Linked DNA regions of Capsicum annuum: region 1 is linked to region 2. The links are chromatin contacts, called in public Hi-C maps. All regions are on one chromosome and are shown on one strand. The core of a region is the stretch at or near the end of the contact, and the rest is flanking DNA. Distances in the headings are between cores, read along the strand shown. Region 1 holds the start of LOC107873409 (protein SAR DEFICIENT 4). Region 2 holds the start of LOC107873406 (protein REVEILLE 6).

Evidence for each region. A called contact is a pair of places that touch in the nucleus more often than the background predicts.
Region 1: a Hi-C map of pericarp shows a contact between it and region 2, with 2.3 times the contacts expected there. The contact joins the promoter of LOC107873409 here to the promoter of LOC107873406 in region 2. A contact is called at or near these places in 4 of 5 Hi-C or Micro-C datasets (leaf, pericarp and placenta).

The regions. Positions count from the first base shown.
Region 1 is chr6:51,308,353-51,311,826 of UCD10Xv1.1, reverse strand. LOC107873409 (protein SAR DEFICIENT 4) reads right to left here and starts at 1,421. Exons shown (of 1, transcript XM_016720254.2): 1 at 1-1,421. The coding sequence starts at 926.
Region 2 is chr6:51,086,354-51,090,056 of UCD10Xv1.1, reverse strand. LOC107873406 (protein REVEILLE 6) reads left to right here and starts at 1,695. Exons shown (of 8, transcript XM_047413511.1): 1 at 1,695-2,060; 2 at 2,661-2,718. The coding sequence starts at 1,858.

The DNA of each region.
Region 1 (3,474 bases), core at 172-2,671, 220 kb before region 2:
ACAGCAGAACCTACTGATTTAAACACAGTAATCTCCTCAGCATTTGTTCTCCCATTCTTTTCTCCCTTTATCAATTCCAACAAGTCCCCAGCAATCTCATCCCTTGAGATAACCCCTCTCTCAAATGCACCCACCAGTTCCCCTGCCTCAACCAAAGCAGCCTCATTATCAACAAACACTTTCCCCCTCTTCAACGCTTTGTCATCGCACTCCCTCATCGAATGCTTAAACGATCCAACCAAATCCAAATGCGCCCCTTCTTTAAGTTTCTCCCCCTTCACCAATGGTGTCTCCGAATTCGTAGCACAACTCACTATATCTCCCAACCCCACAACTTCCTCAAGACAATCATTACTCTCAAAACACACCCCTTCAAAACCACCTTCACTTTGCAAATTTTCAATCATCTTTTTCGCCTTATCAACAGTTCTATTCCACACAATCACTTTCTTCAGACTTGGCCTAACTGTCAAATGCGCCTTGATCAAATGCGGCGCTAAAGTACCAGCACCAATCATCAAAAGGGTCTCGGAATCTTGTCGTGATAAGAATTTTGAAGCTAAAGCCGATGTGCAAGCAGTTCGATAAACAGTGAGTTCAGTGGCATCCATAGTGGCTAAAGTTTGTCCAGTAATGGAATTGAAAAGAACATAACTAGCATGAACTCCAGGTAAATTTTGAGTGGAGTTGTTGGGGTGGTAAGTGACAAGCTTGATACCGATATAAGGAAGGGAAGGGGAACAAGACCAAGAAGGCATGAGGAGGAGAGAAGTTGAGGGGCTTGTTTGATGGGCATGGCGAAGTGGGGATTCAATGGTAGAAGTGAAAGATGGGAGGGAAAATTGAAGGTGGTTGATGAGGGATTTGTGGGTCAAAAGGGTGTGGAGAGTGGCGGTGGAGATGAACACTGGTGATGGTGTTGTCATGGTGGATTGGGGATTTTCTTGTTGGCGAAAAAATGGGATTGGTTGGACTTGTAGTAGGATGGATTTAGAGGAGAAAATGGTGGGGCGTTTATACAAATGGCTTTTTTGAGGCCACTATTTATACTATACAAACGGACAAATTCATTCAACTGCTTTTAACTTTTTAACAAGGGAAAAGGTAGGATCTCGACTTTGCAGTGGACTTGCGAAATTTCGCGGTAACAAAATGACCCAAATCAAATGGCTCCCCAATTCAAGATTGGACTATTTAAGTTTTCTAATTCGTCACGGCTAATGAAATGCGACAGTCCATTTAAAATCAAGGTGGAATTTTCATATGCAGGCTTTGAACTTGTTGAATTTTTCTGTGCTAAGACTATCCTAATAAGTAATTACGCTATATTTCTATTGAATCTTGAAACTTTCATAAAGTATTCCTATTAAGTGAGATAAAATATGCCTATTAAGCACACTTGCTACCTAACACAACATGTGGGATACGCTTTAATTTTTTTATTTGTAATTTTTTAAATTTTATATCTTCTTCAAGTTTAATTTACAGTTATCATCTTCGACTTCTTTCACCACCGTCGCTACCTCCAATGAGAATATAATTTCTCCCTAAAATGTATTTGTTTTTTTCTCTTTCTTTTTTCACTGCTAATTCTTCTTTTCATTACTGTCAAATTATATATGGAAGAAGATCAATGGGTCGAAGCCACCACCACAACATTCATGGTCGCACCACAATGGTCGCTTGCTTTCTCACAATCTTTATCGTCATAAATTGGCTCGCCGAAATTCAATCCCACCACTTTATAACTTAAATAACATTTGTTCTCGAAGATCAAATAAAAAATATGCTAAAAGTTTTATATCGGACTTGATAAATACCCTATAAGGTTTGATAAATTTATTTTGTCTTCCTCAATCTTCAAGAAATGCACTACATTTCGAAGCACTGTCAGATTTGATGACAAATTTCATTTTCAAGTCATGTTTCTATTCTTTATTTCTAATTTTGAATGTCAAAAATCAACAAAGAATTGGATCTAATTCAATGAGTATGCCAATAGAATTTGCAGTGAGAGAAGATATGATGAAGGTAATAGAGGTTTTTCTTTAGAGAAAACCTAGATTTTTTGGGGGGGAAGATGAAGACCTATAAAGATTAGGGGTTTTAAATATATACTATTATTTTGGGCTTAAAGGTTTTATTTACTTTATTTTGTTGGATTATTTGTGAGCAAAGTCAATTATTTTTATCTTATTGATTTATTTACCACATTACTCGTGTCTAGATTTCATGTGTTATGGCCTTCTAAAAAAGTGCTTAATCGGCACGTTTTGTGAGAGGTTCAGGAATTTAATATGAGCATGGCCTAATTGAGGTGTTAACATGAAAAACTCAACAAGTTCAGGGACCTGTGTATGTATTCCACCTGAGAGAAAATGCTAGCTTCAATAGAAGGCTAATTATACTTCAATTCTTGTCTGGATTTTTTCATTATCATAATTTCTTTCAATTATGGTAGAACTTATACATGTACTTGAAAGTAGAATTTGCAGTTGCATATAAATCTATTCTTTTTTAGTGCAAATATTATTTTATGTGTATGTATATTCTACATTACTTTACTACTATATATAAGTGTGATCAAGCAAACTCCTCTTCATCAACATGCTTGCTTGCCAACTGAAGAATAGTTTATAGCTATATTCTAATTTTAGTGTTTTAACTTATTATATCTGTTTTCCTTATGCATGTACTTTTTTCACAATTAGACAATTAACTCAGTCCATGTTTTGTTTATTATACCCTACACCCCTTGAAAAATTATACTTCCGCTCTAGTTTGTTTGCATGTAGGTCTTGCTTGCTTTTTATATTTCACGCCTTTTTTTCCCTATTTCCTATTCATTTATTGGATTTTTTAAAAATATATGTGGGCCCATCTTCTAAATTGACTGACCATCCTATTTCTTTTTGGAAAAAGTCATATATATATCTCTGAACTGACGTTTTAAAAGGCATTTCAAAGCTCGTCTCAAGGAAAGATATAGCCAAAAATGTCTCAAAGCGTTGTGAAAAGGTGAAAGCATCAAAAGACAAACACTTCGAAATTTGAGGCGTTCGCCTAAGCATAAGGTTCAATAGGCGTAAGCCTAGAAAGTTTACAATGTAAAATAATTTTTTTGATTAAATCTCCAATTTAAACTTAGTACCAAAATATATAATTGGTAAATACTTAAATACTCAAATCAAAAGTAAAAGAAAATTTAAAAGTCACACTTTCAAACGTATTTGTCAGTGGGTGTCGACGACATCGCTACTTAAGAAGGTACTGGTATAATTTCTTCTTCCTAGTTCCTTTCTTTTCTTTTAGTTATTTTCAAGTCACTTAGTCACGGCCTTTTAAGTTATTTACTTTTTTGCTCTCTTTAAAATACAATATATTATATATAGGTGTGTAAATATATTGATCGAGTTACGACAAAGTGAGGGTTGATTAATTATATACTATTTTTATAATACAAACTTGTATTTT
Region 2 (3,703 bases), core at 446-2,945:
AATATACAATTCATTACGAACATTCAAGCTTGCAAACTGCACTAAGAAATAATCATCCTTATGATAATGAACCTTAAGTTTACTAGCAGTGTTCACCTATAAAGCAATATACCTCTCAATCACAGCAATGGTAGGTGAATCCCCACGACATACAAGATAACCTGCTTTCACTCTTCAGTTGTGCGAATAACTTCTTCCTTACTCTTCTATGACCTTTGCCCCATTTTTCATTACTAGTACCACATACCTTAGTTTTATTCCTTTAATTTATATATTAAAGAAATTCCCACACCTTTTAGCTGGTTCTTCACTAAGCTCTAACTTCTTTTGTGCAGTTCAGCGTGTAAGCGATTCCATCGTTTCTCCTTTGGTTATATCATCTTATTCGACACTTTATTGTCCCTGGATCCTAAATTACCTGATGTTATTTTTGTACCATTAAATTTCGGGTCACCCTTTTTATTAAAGGTGGTCTCTGTTCCATTGGTTGTTTGTCCTCACGAGCTCCCGTAAACTATCAGTCACCACCAATGTTGATGTCTTTGGTGTATTCACCTTCTTTTTTTGTCGTCCTCGTGACATTTTTGGTCAGTAGGTGCACTTTAGCAAGTCACGCTAATGTGCACCGAAATCGAATTTCCTCTGATTTTTTAAAAAATTCAAACGTCAAACTTTTTAAAAGTGCTTTTAAGTATATTTTTTTCAAAAATACTTTTTAAATAAGTGCTTTTAGGAAGAAGTTACTTTTTTTAGCTTATTAAAATAACTTCCGTTACTCTTTAAAAACACTTATTTCCGTCCAAAAGCTTGGACAAACACCTCACTTTTTGGCAATAAACACTTTTTAGAAAAATAAGCAATTTTGAAAAAGTCAGCTTGTCCAAACATGCTATTAGTAGACGATAACATGTCTGGCAAAGCTTATTTTTCTCCAAAAGTAATTTTTTTTTAAAAGCAAGTGTTTAACCAAATTTTTGTTAGAAAATGAGTAATTTTAGAAGTAGCAGAAGCTGTATTTTTAGAAGCTAAAATAATAACTTTTCCATTAAAAGACTTTTTTGAAAAAAACTTTCGAGAAAAATATACTTAAAATACTTTTCAAAGCTTAACTAAATTTTAAATTGCTGCTCAAATGTGTTTTTTAAAATTTGTTGTTAAAATACAAACTGCTTCTCATCAAAAGTATTTTTTTTCTTCAAAAATACTTTTGGAAAAAATCACTTTTCAATTAGGGGGTGGTTGGATTTACTTATTTTTAAATATTTTTGGCTTTTAAGTATTTTTTTTATTTTAGCTGTGTTTGACAAAACAAAAAAGTTTTTTTAAGCACCCACTTTTAGGCTAACAAGGTATAAAAATAAGCGAAAAGTCAAAAGCAAGGTCTGCCCTACTTATGACTTTTAATTTTTAGCTTATAAACTACAAGTATTTCTTAAAAGTTTATCAAAACCTCTTAAAAATTTAGCGGATATAAGTTATACTATTATATCAAATTTCCTTTATTCTTTTTGAAAAACAGTCTCAAGTTGTTCTTAATTTCCTTTTCTAATTCTTTTTAAACGTTAGCTTGGTGAAAGCCTAATTTGATTTGTGACTAGTGCTAATTTTAGCCCCAACCAAGCCATCCATAATATTTTTAATTAGTTAATAATCTAATTTGGGAGTTCATATTTGTTTTTGTTTTTGGCAAAAGAAAACGGATTAGACATAAAGAAAATAAAATTTAAAGAAAAGAATAAAGAAGAAAAAAGAAAAGAAACACAAATAGAAAAGAAATCAACATTTATGTTTGGCAGCCTAAAAAGCATGAGATGAAGCGAAACTGACCCACAGTTTATTCTAGTTGATGAAAATCTGATGGTCATGGCCCTTCCTAATCTCGGCTCTTTCTCCAATCCAACTGCCACCGCTTCTCCCGCCGGTGCAACGGCGTCGACCTCCAACCCATTGTCTCCTTCCGATGACCCGTCGAAGAAAATTCGAAAACCCTACACCATTACCAAGTCACGAGAAAGCTGGACTGAACCCGAACACGACAAGTTCCTTGAAGCTCTTCAGCTGTGAGTTCTGAATTTTAGAACTATTTACACTGCTAGTTCATTGTATTTTCACTTACTAGGGTTTACGGCTGAAAGTTCCAAGTTTTAATTTAAGTTCGTATATCATTCTCGTTGTTTTAGGTTAACTTGAGTGTTCGCCAAGGAAATTAACGAGTTTGAGAATTTGTAGTTTTAAGGAGCGATTGAAGATGGCATATGCCATTAGTTGAGTTGAATGCTGTTATACAAGTTTGTTTCTTTACGAGTTCAACTTGAACAAATTGGATTTTTGCTTCTCGTGTTAATTCACAAGTATATATATATCAACTATTCCTAAAACCTAATTTATTTCATGTCGGCCAATTTTCTGGCTTATGTGTGTTTTCAAGAAAAGTTAGTGGTTAAAGGCTGTTTCGTAGCTTGTATATATCAACATTTTATTGGAAGTTCGTTAAATCTCTTTTTTCTTATCAAGTAGTTTCATTTTACTGAATGAGTGAATGTAACTCCTTTGCTTACTGCCACTATGTTCAGTTCTACAATAAAAGAACATCAACATGTCTCCTTTGAGTTGAGATTTTTCTTATTACTGATTACCCATTTTACTTAATGTAACAACAGATTTGACCGTGACTGGAAAAAGATCGAAGCATTTGTTGGATCAAAAACTGTTATTCAGGTAATTGTAAGGTTAGCTAGCATATGCACATCTTATTAAGCACCTTTTCATTTTATCTGAACCATCATTTTATTTTGCAAATTTAGGTTTCTCTCACTCTATTATATGACAAGCAACTACCACCGAGTTAACTATTTCTTGTCTTATTGTTAAGTTGCCAATTTAGCATTGCATCAACTGTGTAGGAATAACCCCAGGGAAAAATCCCAATCACGAGATTGGGGTTTGAGTCACAGAGATAAGAATGTGGGCATGTCTCTATAGGTATCTAATACGGTGTTGATGGCATACATGGTCAACTATAATCACCGAAATTGCTAGTTTCGTGGATAAATGGATAACAGAGTGACTAAGGAGCCATTTTGGTTGTTTTGAGTACTTGTAACTTCTTAGGACTAGGAACACCGTGCATAGCTTTTATACCTGTGGCAAAAGTGTGTGTCTGATATTAAGTTAGAATTGGTTTTGATTTTCTGTTTTGCGGGTAAGAGTCACTTGATATCAGGATTATGCAATGATCGGGAAATAAAAATACAAAATACATCGCTATATTCCCCAACATTCTGGATAGAGAAGGATCTATATCCATCTGTAACTTTCTTTCAATCCACATCGGAAAATTTATGTCACCATTGGTCTAGTTTTGAGAAAGTAAAAGTCATTGTTAGGTCTAGTAAAAAGACCTTCTGAAGTCTTTGCGACTTTTGACTGTGTTTTGTTGTTTACTTGAATAAAGCAAAGTACTAAATTAACTTATGCTAACATAAGCTTTATTGGCGAGCTTTATTTGGTTTAAGTCGGGAAACTGTCTATGCCAGAATTTTTGGTTTATTTTGTCAGTCAATTTTCAAACCGAACTGCAAAAGTATGGGTGTATAGGAGAGTTAGGGTCGTCACTTCTACCTCCTCTCCTATCTTGATCAGCCATTGTTTTCTTTCCCTTTGTTTTTCCTTCCAGTGTCTTCCTATTGTCTTCAATTTGCTC